Linked DNA regions of Mus musculus: region 1 is linked to region 2. The links are chromatin contacts, called in public HiChIP or PLAC-seq maps. All regions are on one chromosome and are shown on one strand. Each heading gives the region's core, a stretch centred on a gene start, on an enhancer-like site or on the middle of the called end of the contact. The rest is flanking DNA. Distances are from core to core; before and after follow the strand shown. Region 1 holds the start of 9430015G10Rik (RIKEN cDNA 9430015G10 gene). Region 2 overlaps Gm52714 (a long non-coding RNA gene).

The links. HiChIP or PLAC-seq counts read pairs in DNA pulled down with a chosen protein or histone mark.
Region 1: a contact with region 2 is called in an H3K27ac HiChIP or PLAC-seq map of the HPC-7 cell line, with 5 times the contacts expected there. The contact joins the promoter of 9430015G10Rik here to the enhancer-like site in region 2. A contact is called at or near these places in 2 of 39 promoter capture datasets (the C10 cell line and macrophages), 1 of 15 datasets of contacts at CTCF or cohesin (pro-B cells), 13 of 484 Hi-C or Micro-C datasets (CD4 T cells, CD8 T cells, LSK cells and 10 more), 7 of 115 datasets of contacts at active chromatin or transcription factors (the 230-238 cell line, the HPC-7 cell line, embryonic stem cells and 2 more) and 2 of 9 other capture datasets (adipose tissue and liver).

What each region holds. Positions count from the first base shown.
Region 1 is chr4:156,107,476-156,112,896 of GRCm38.p6, reverse strand. It overlaps 9430015G10Rik (RIKEN cDNA 9430015G10 gene), which reads right to left and starts at 2,899. Exons shown (of 10, transcript NM_177205.1): 1 at 2,724-2,899.
Region 2 is chr4:156,067,984-156,072,818 of GRCm38.p6, reverse strand. Gm52714 (a long non-coding RNA gene) reads right to left here. Exons shown (of 3, transcript XR_003955326.1): 2 at 237-310. Among named protein-coding and RNA genes, the nearest start is that of Gm52714, 6.1 kb to the right of the region's middle. Within about 2 kb of position 2,403, at least 82 of the 459 cell types and tissues checked have an H3K27ac peak or open chromatin away from gene starts, as enhancers often do. A contact at or near this core is called in the 230-238 cell line, CD8 T cells, the HPC-7 cell line and 7 more, where this site is marked.

The DNA of each region.
Region 1 (5,421 bases), core at 1,650-4,149, 40 kb before region 2:
AAATCACAGGGCCTTGAGCACACACTATGTGAGCCTCTATTTCTATTTCTTATAGGTAAATACCAAGGAATGTGTGTTGGATCAGAGAGGTTTAATTTGTCACTTTTAGTACCTCTTTACTTGCCCACCAGTGAAGCAGAAAGGCTCAAAGGTGCTGCATCCTCACCAATATCTGGTGATGTACTGGCGGGCACCTAGTGGTATCTTATGTTATCAGCATCCCCCTGACTAGTAACGGTTGGCATCTTTTCATGACATTAGTCACACGTGTGTCCTATTGAACTGTCTTTTCTCATCTTTTATGTGTTTTAATTGGGTTATCTTCCAATTAGATATGGCAGTTCTGTAACATGTACTTATTCGCTCTGTGTGTGCATGAGTATGCACATACATGCCACCAGACACATGCTATATAGCATGTATGTGGCCATCAGAGAACAGTCAGTTCTCTTCTTTTACCCTGCGGATTTCAGAGATCAAATTCAGGTTGTCAGCCTTGGCTGTAAACCCCTTTATCCACTGAGCCATGTCACTGGTTCAGCCATTCTGAATGTACTTTTTAAGTTTCTGATTATTTGTTTATGTCATATTTACACATCTGCTAAGACATGCATGGAGGTCAGAAGACGACTTGTGAGAGGCAGTTCTCTTCTTTCACTATGTGGGTCCTACACATACTTTCCTGTTGTGCGTGGTGTATACACGTGTTTAGAAGTGTGTGTACACCAGAAGTCAGCAGTGACTACTCTCCACCTTATTTTGTGTAGTGCATGTGTGCATGGGTTCACTTTCCCACGGCACGTGTGGTGCTCAGAGACAGGAGATGCATGTCTTCCTCTATCACTCTCCACCATTGTTTGTTTGTTTGTTTGTTTTGGAGACAGGTCTCTCTATAATCCTGGCTGTCCTAGAACTAGCTGTGAAGACCAGCTGGCCTTGAACTCACAGCGATTCCCCTGCCTCTGCTTCTCTGGTGCTGGAATTAGAGGTGGGTCATAGGATCTTTCACTGAACCCAGACCTCATCACCTTTGCTGGATGGTCAGCCTGCCCTGAGGAGTTGCTTGTTTTCCTTCTACTCAAACTGGGATGAGGGAGGTACGCCACCTGCTCTTTCAATAGGGACTGGGAATCTGAATTCAGGCTCTCATGCTTACACACGCATTTTACCCTCAGCCATCTACCCAGTCCCCATCCACTGTATTTTTTGAGACAGGCTCTTTCATTGAACCGGGAGCTCATTGATGCGGCTCAGCTGACCAATCAATGAGCTCAAGAACCCATCTGACTCCATTCCTCACATTAATGTGGGCACTGTGGCTACAAACTCATCCTCATACTTGTTCTGCAGGCACTTTTAACTGAGCTATCTTTGCCACACCTTTTTATTTTTTTGAATTAGGATCTCATTATGAAGGCCAACCTTGCCTGGAACTCACTGCATCACTATGTAGACCAGGTTGGTCTTCAACTCCTGCCCCTGCCTCCCAAAGTGCTAGGGTTACAAGCATGGGATTACAGACCACTGTGCATGTGTGTGCAGTCTTATGTATTTCAGGCTGGTCTCAAACTATGTAGTAGATGATGTCTTTCAAGCTGATTTTCTTTTGAGATAGATTCTCATCATTAGGTAGCTACACAAGGAGTAGCATTGTTGAATACCTGTTCTTACCCACTATCCTGGAGCCTGGAACTCAAGAGATTTGCCTGCCTCTGCCTCCGAGGTGCTGGGAATGTGTGCCACCATTGCCTGGTAGCAATGTTCTTTTAATGAGTTACCTTATAGATCCAAATTAACATGAACAAATGCAAGCCAGTTCCGAAAGGTTGTGACAGATGCTGCTAGTGGACAAAAGAGCTCACCTAAGATGAGTTAAACTCATCAAGATATGTGCTTGCTTTGTTTTGGGGAAGATTATTAAGGCCAGGATATGGAAGTCAAGAAAAGAAACTATTAGCCGAGTTACGGGGCCACATGCCTTTAATCCCAGCCTAGTCTACAGAATGAGTTCCAGGCCAACCTGTCTCAAAAAAAGAAAGAAAAGGAAGGGGGGATGGGGGGGGGTGGAGAAAGAAACTATCTGCATAATTCAGATCTGTAGTTCCTTCTACGAGCTTCTAAAAATAAAAACGGACTCAAATTATTGTCTAGCTCTTAACGTAGTTACCAAACTATGTTTGTAACCTGGCTCAACCTGGTGAAGCCAACCCATGACTTTCTTGCGGGATTTATTGTAGAGGAGAAGCAAAATGTGAGAAAGCCCCAGATTCAAATCCTGCCCCCACCCCACCTCGGCCACACACAGCACCACAAACCCACAAATTAAAAACAAAACAAAACAAACAAACAAACAAACAAAAAAAAACAGTTTTGCCTTCTTTGTACACTGCAGTGAGACTAAGAAAACCCAACAAGATTACGAGACAACGGCAGGGGTTACATGGCCAACCCCTTTCCCAAAACAATAAAAAAACAAAATACTGGGCTAAGTTCGACACCTTTACATTTAATGCGCCGAAACGCGGGAGGATGTGTAACTCGCTGATATAGTGGCTCTCACGGCAAAGTCCTCAAGAAGAGCACATCCCGCGGGAGGACCTCGCCCCCTTCACGACACCAACCCATCTCCCACGTCCTCCACCTCCGTGCAGCTCGCGGTCCATGTCCCCTGCAACCTCCCCGTCCCTCCATCCACCACGCTCCACTCCCGGCTCCGTCCGTACCGCCTCCTCACTGACAAGATGGCAGGCAGCGAGGGAGGCGCTGCCCCGCTAGGCCCTGCATTAGTCTCAGAGTCCCAGAGTCTGCGCTACCCGCGGCCTTTACGGCGTCGCTGCAGCCGCCACCTCCGCCAGAGCAGGGCCCTCACTCACCACTCGCCAGCCGAGCTCCTTTCGTACCGGCCGCCCTGCGCGCGCCCCGCGAGCGTCTCTGGGATTTGTAGTCTCTGGCCCGCCCCCGCCCAGGCCGTGGCGAGGGCAAAAAAACTACAACTCCTAGCGGCCCCTTCGCCCAAGTGCGTTTACCCAGGATTCCGTCCTGGCAGCGGGTTTGCGTTCCCAGCGCTGACTGGGAAATGTAGTCCAAGAGGACTTGAGCCTAGGGAGGGAAGGAAACGACTACATTCCCCAATAGTTCTAGGGGCGGCCAATCATCGTAGTCCTTGTTAGGTGGCCGGCCTTGGTTCTAAGCAAGGCTATGGAGTGTAACGTCCGCCTCGCTCCAAGAGGGTCACAAAAGAATTCAAAGCTGGAGCCGGGTGTCGGGGCGCACGCCTTTAATCCCAGCACTGGAAGGCAGAGACAGGCGGATTTCTGAGTTCGAGGCCAGCCTGGTCTACAAAGTGAGTGCCAGGGCTATATAGAGAAACCCTGTCTCAAAAAAAAAAAAAAAAGAATCAGAACTGCCAATCAAGGCTATGGTAGCCTTTGAAATATTTAACTGGCTATAGTTCGTGATTTGGCTAGCCCCATTTCAAGATGAAGACAAAGTTCAAATTCATTCTTTTGTAAAAATCGGGACTTTCTAATACATCTTTGGCGTGTCTGCTTAGGGAGCTGGACTCTGGTTCCTCCCAAATGGGAAGCCACACCCACTCTTAAGCCGAGCATGGTGCCTCTGGGGTCACCAAGTGGAATGCTTAGGAGGAGTCTTGTCTCTGGGCTGCCTGATCGCCCCGGCCTCTCACTTTGGAGGCCTCGGGTACTTAGGCTTCTTCACAGAAGCTAAAACTCCATGGACGCCCCACAGTAACACAAGGAGGAGGCACTGTACTTTTTTTTTTTTTAAAGATTTATTTATTATTATATGTAAGTACACTGTAGCTGTCCTCAGACACCCCAGAAGAGGGCGTCAGTTCTCATTATGGATGATTGTGAGTCACCATGTGGTTGCTGGGATTTGAACTCAGGACTTTCAGAAGAGCAGTCAGTGCTCTTACCCACTGAGCCATCTCACCAGCCCTGGCACTGTACTTTTTGAAAGCTTACATCTTCTCTGAAGTGAGGTAGAACCACTAGACCGCCCCTGGAAAAGAGCAAAACTGTGTGCACCAGGGCTCTGTTTTGAACAAAGATTAGAGAGTATCTGTCAGGCTTGGTCCTGTTTTTTTCACCCTGCTCTCTGCTAGGCCTTCCTCACTTCCTCATGACCTCAGTTTCTCTGATCTGGTAGAGCTGGTCAGACAACTCAGCATTCTTTGCACCACCGCGATTTACTCCTCTCTGGAATTCTACCCTAAGGCCCAGTGGATCTAAGAATAAAGCTGTGGTCTTTCTTGGCCAGCCGCAGTGACTACAGCAGCACGGGGGGGGGGGGGGGGGTGTGGGGGGGGGACTGTGGTAAAATGGACGAGATTCTTCCTAAATTAGTGACATCAGGACAGACAGGATTTCTGTCTGTGTTGCTTTTTTTGTACTTCCTCTGGGCTACCCCCAGGACCTCTAGTATTTCTGGCAAGTATTAGGAAAAGACAGATGACTTTGAAAGGGTTGTGTGTGTGTGTTCATCAGAGACTTGACATCCACGGAGCGTTGGTAGGCAGTGAGTATGAGGGAAGAGTCATACGCAGGACACTAGCACCTCTTCTTTCACTATAAATGCTTCTGCTAGGATGGAAAGGTGTCTGCGGGCTCAGGAACCCAAGAACCACACAGCTCTGAGAGGAAGCCTCCTCGCATTGCAGCTCCCAGGGGAGGGATCCCCAACTGAGCTGAGGAGCTCAGGACCCTCAACTTCTTAGCTTCTTTTCTTGGCTTCTTCCAATGACAGAGTAACTCCAGGCAGTGAATCTCACAAAGGCTATTTATTCAAGGGAAGAATCCAGGAAGAGGGACAAATCCAGGGACAGATGCCCTCTGCTCCCAGGAGTGAACATCAGGGAAATGGGCACAGGGCAGTGAAAATAAGAATTTTTGAGAGGGCGGAGCTTCTCAGGGCAGAGATGACCAGAGTGAGGATTTCAAGTCCTGAGCTTGGGAATCTCAAAGATTGGTAGACTTTCATGCTCAGGGGTTAGTGGGGTGTGTGTGTGTGTGTGTGTGTGTGTGTGTGTGTGTGTGTGTGTGTGTGTGTGAAGTTCAGGGATTGGTAGTTTTTTCCCGCTTGGGGATTTGTGGGTTTTCCACCCCCTTTTCCCTGCGTTGGGCCCAGGGTTGCCATCTCCGTGGAGCTGATAGCAGACCTATCCCCAGCCCATTTTGTAATATTACTGTAGTCAGTAGGTTTATTTGGCCTTGGAGGGTAAGGGTAGCCTTAAGGTTTTCTGAACCTCAAATCCCTATACACAGAATTCACCACTCTAACTCTTGCAAAGCGCTGTCTAATCCAGTTATAGTCAAGAGCACAAGATTTTAAGTTTCCTTGGTCATCTGAGTATAGACTTAAGATTGCTTCTTTATCGGCCAGCAGTCAGGAAAGCAG
Region 2 (4,835 bases), core at 1,154-3,653:
GCCAGATATTCTAGAAGTCAGGAAACACATATGATCATGGGTGGGCAGTTACTCCATGAAGTTACTGAGAGTCTAGATTTATGGAACCACAAATAGCACTTGGAGGAAGGTCTGGGACTCTTCTGAATGAGATTTAGGGGAAATCTAGTACATGGGCCCCTGAGTTAGATTGCAGTCATATTGGGAGAGATAGAGTCCTGGAACCCAGCCCCACTTTGTTCTAGGTATCACCATACCAGTATTGAACAGTTAGCTTAGTATCTGCCCCTTTACACAGGAGTCCTGGAGGTGGGACTTCTCTTTGTGGCACCTGGCAGGAAGAAAGAAAGATGAGGATACCATAGCTTAAATCACACCATAGTTCTACATCCCTGAGAGCAAGCCTGTTCCTTTATGGCTTGGGCTTAGAAGGAGAGATGGCCCCTGAGGTCTGATCTAGCCAAGACCCTGCATTGCTATGGCCTCCTCCAAGATTTCCCCGCCTGTGTCACTCTTTCTCCAATCCTTTGTTTTCACAGCTGACATAGCATCAGGAGACATCCCTCTTCTTGCAGTTGAGGCATACTCTTGCCCCCTGAGTGCCTGGACTCTCTATTCTTTTGAGGGCTGTCTGTACCCACTTTTCCTGGGGTACACATCAAGCTGCCATGACCTGGACCTGGACCTCATGTTCTGCCTGCTCAGGGTTCTCTGGTTGGCCCCTAATGCTCATGTCCCTCTCTGCTCCCTCAGCTCCTGAACATGTGTCCTCACGCTCCTAAAGGAGACTTTTCTTCCACCCATTGACTGTCACTGTCAAAGTCTCTTTTTTGCTTCTCCCCTTCTAATGAACTCGGTCTGATGTCCCACGCTCACGCGTAGTTTGAACAAAGGTGACCAAAGGTGATGGGGGATTGGCAGACTTCTTTCCATCACACATAACAGTGTCATAATAAAATATTTACTCCCAGATTCTTTTCCAACATCGTCTTCCTGTCTGGAAACACAGCTATGCTGCTACTACACATGGATTAATGAGGCTGGCCTGACCAGGCCGTGGCAGAGAGCATAGGCCCTCATTACCTGTCAGCTCTGATTCCATTGAACTTTGGGGTTTCCTATGGGACCCTCTGTCTTGGCCCTCCAAGACCATAGAACAGACCATGAACAGTTGCATGTCTTCCTTCACAACAAAGGATGAAAAACTGCAGTGAGAATTGTTTACACTTTTAGCTATGAAATTGAGGGCCTGTCTCTGGGTCCCCTGGCCAGGCACAAAAGGCCATAACTGTATATACTGTACCCTATTCCTAGGACATGTCCAGAATAGACTCAGCCCAGAGAGATAGAGACTGGTGAGTGGTGAGGCCAAGGAACACTGCTCAAAGTGTTTCTCTCAGATGATAAAATATGCCTGGAACTGGATCTGATGGTTACTGAAATGCTTTGAATGTGTGTGAAGTGTGATAAATCACTCCCTAAAACAATTCATTTTATGCTATGTGAATTTGACCCCAATTAGAAATAAACTCTAATGCGGAACACAGAAACACATTCTCCAACCTCACATGTTTTAGTCCAGATCTAGGTGCAGTATAACTGTATTGTACTTCCTCAAGCACCTGACTCAGGCTCCCATATCAACAGGGTTTTTTGGTTTTTTTTGTTTTTTTTGTTTTTTTGTTTTTTTGTTTTCCGCTGGTTACATCACTTCAGCTCTAAACCCTAGCTTTGTCACCCCAGCCTACCACCCTAGGCCTGATTCCTGGATTTCTCTGAGTACTTGGCAGAGCACAGTGGTCTTTTGTGTCTGAGACTAGGAAGCCACTGAGCCCCCACTTCACTCCAGGGGCTCTGAAAAACAAGCCTTCTTGCTGCTGGGGAGTTACAGCCCCTGAGCACAATTAGACACCAAAAGTAGAAAAGGGTGGTGATTTTCTGACTCCGCCCACCCCTTGAGGCCTGGGGCTGTCTCCATGACACTTTCCTTTGGAGACCAATTACCTAGGTGGAGACCCAGAGGTCTTGTTAAGAATCCAGAATTGCTGTGCAAGGGAGGGGGAGGATCGGGACATAAAGAATGGCTGGTTTGAGGCTCTGGGCAGCTGGGTGCCTGAAGGGGCTGAAGGGCCTCACTTGGCCCACTGGGCTCAGGCCTCTGCCAGGAGCAAGGGTCCCAAGGGTGGGCAAAATAATTTTGTATGACAGAGCTTTCCTTCTGCCGGGCCATAGGCCACTGCAGCCTCCTTTCTGTGCTGGGGTTGCATCAGACATTGCCTTAGGGGCCCAGCTGTGACACCTGGGGCTTGGGGGGTGCAGAAAACAGGGTGGCATTCTCTCCTGTAGCTCTGTCATCAGGCACAGGGCTTTGGTTTTAAGCTGGAACACCTGCTCAGTTCTCCCGCCTCAGCCTCTGGGGATGGGGACCCTGCTTCCTGTGGGGTTTCTGCTTCCTCCGCTATGCAAGCTGAAAAGAGACTTGTAACCCAGAGCAGTGCTGCGCCAGCGTCCCCGTCATCTTCCAAAGCCCACATGGCAGGAGCTATTCTCCTTCACTTTCCTATACCTGCCCCCTAACCTCATGCGCAGCAAGAGCAGCTAAGCTCTCCACATGCGCTCCACCAGGGATTTAACTCTGAGAAACCTATGACAGGGTGACAGGGTCACCTTTGCTTCTGCTTAGCCTGGGCCTCTAGAAACCTCCCCCCCTGCTCAAGACGGCATCTGCTCTTAAAGGAACCTGGCATTTCTAGGTCTTGCCTCCCTCTTCCTCAGAAGCCATCCACTAAGCTGGTCCATTCCCTCTACACTAGTGTTCCAGCTTTCCCCAATTCCTGACCCATGGGCCAGTCAGTCCTACCTGAAGCCAAATCTGGCTCTGCAGAGAAAGATGACAGCAGCCAAAGGAATTACACACACACACACACACACACACACACACACACACACACACACACGCACGCGCGCGCGCGGAAGAGAAGACATCTTTGCTTCTCTGGAAACAAAGGCAAAGAAAGGCCTGCGTGACCCACAGTGGTTGACTTACTAACCCCACCTGACCTTTCTCTGACCCCCATCTGTTGAGGCCTCACAGGCCCCTCACAGGCTGGGTCACTTACCTCAGACCTTGATATAAAAATAAAATATTCTGATTTCTACCTACAGCCTGCAGAGGCACCAAGATGAGGTGCTTTATCCAAAGGCACAAGAAGAGAGAAGGAGGCACTGGACACCCGAGTTACACGGGGTTAGTAGTGAGGACAGAGGAGAAGAGATTAGAGGCTATAGGTCAGAAGAGCACTTAGGAGCCAAGTGGCTGCTGTGGTGCCACTTCTTCTATCAGCACCCAGAACTGCAATGGCTTGGACAAAAGTGTAATGCTCACTTTAAATGCTCAGTGTAAATGCTTAGGAGTCCCAAAGTAGGGCATGGCAAGGTGTCTATTGGCTTTCGACTAGTTACTGCCTTGAGCACCCCGAGTGTTTGTAACGGGGACTTCCCTGTTCCTATTCAGGGTGGTCAGATATTTGACCTGGGGTGCTAGGAGTCAGTATGGCCACCGGGAACAAAGAAAAGCAGGGGCCAGGAGGCCTGGGGGCCAGCCACCAAGGGCTACCATGCTCCCTTAGAATACTCTTTGCCCAACTCAGGCAAGGCTTCCTGCAGGCTCAGGGCCCAGCCCAGAGAAGTGGAGTTGAGAGAAGTGAAGGCCAGCATACTGGCCTTACTCCATAGGTCTGGAGGGCTTCCTTGAAGCCCATGCTGCCCCATAGGACTTCCTGCCCCAAGAGAGAGACCCAACCCTATTATCAATTGCTTGGCTCTAGCTTGGACTCAAGAGTCCATACCTTTCTCCTGAATCGAAGATTTTCAAATTAGATGCTAATGCAGACGCCAGGTGCTGCCTTTGCATGCAAATCTGTTACCTGTACCAATGTCGTCTTCTTCCAGAGCTCGGGCTTGAGGCAGAGCCGTAAGCGAGGAAAAAGCTAGGCTCCAACAGCTATGTGTAAATTCTCTGCAACTCCGCAGTGTGGCTGCGCTACTTTCGTGGAGATACCAGGAAATACCGTGTCTAGCACTATCCATGGGTACACAGAGCCAGACTTTCTTATACTGATTGACACAGGACAGATTTGCGCACAGGGACACCCAGAAGTAATAATGGGTCTCTTCTTCTGCCATCTTTGATCAAAGCCTGAACAGCATTTATATACTCTCAGGGGAAGGCTCAGCATCAAAACTCTTTATTTACAGTTACTTGGTTTTGGTATTTTTTAGATAAAAGTGTTTCAATATTTTGCACAAGCTGGTATCCAGCTCTTTGGCTCAAGGGACCCCTTTGCCTCAGCTTCTTGGACATAAGTTGGGTTAAAGTGTGCACCACCACATCCAACTCAAAGCCACCTTTTGTTGTTGTGTTTTATTTTTGAGACAGGATCTCACACTTTAGGCCAAGCTAACCTCAAACTTCCTCTCCTTTCCTTGGTTCTGAGATTACAGACTTGAGCCACCAATAGTTCACTGTGCAGGTAGAGGCAAGAGGATCGGGAGTTCAAAATCATCAGTAGCTACATTGAGAATTCAAGGTTGGCCTGAGCTACAATGAGACCTTGTCTCAAAGTAAATAAATAAAGCAAAATCAGAGAGAAAGAAAGAAAGAAAGAAAGGAAGGAAGGAAGGAAGGAAGGAAGGAAGGAAGGAAGGAAGGAAGGAAGATAGCAAAAAACAACACAAAATATTCAAGATCAATCACTTAGAGGTGGGATCTGGTATGTGTCCCAGGTGAACATAAAGCTGACATGGGTTCACCAAAAAAGCAAACCCAGCTTTTTGATGGGAGCCCTGAGTTGTAC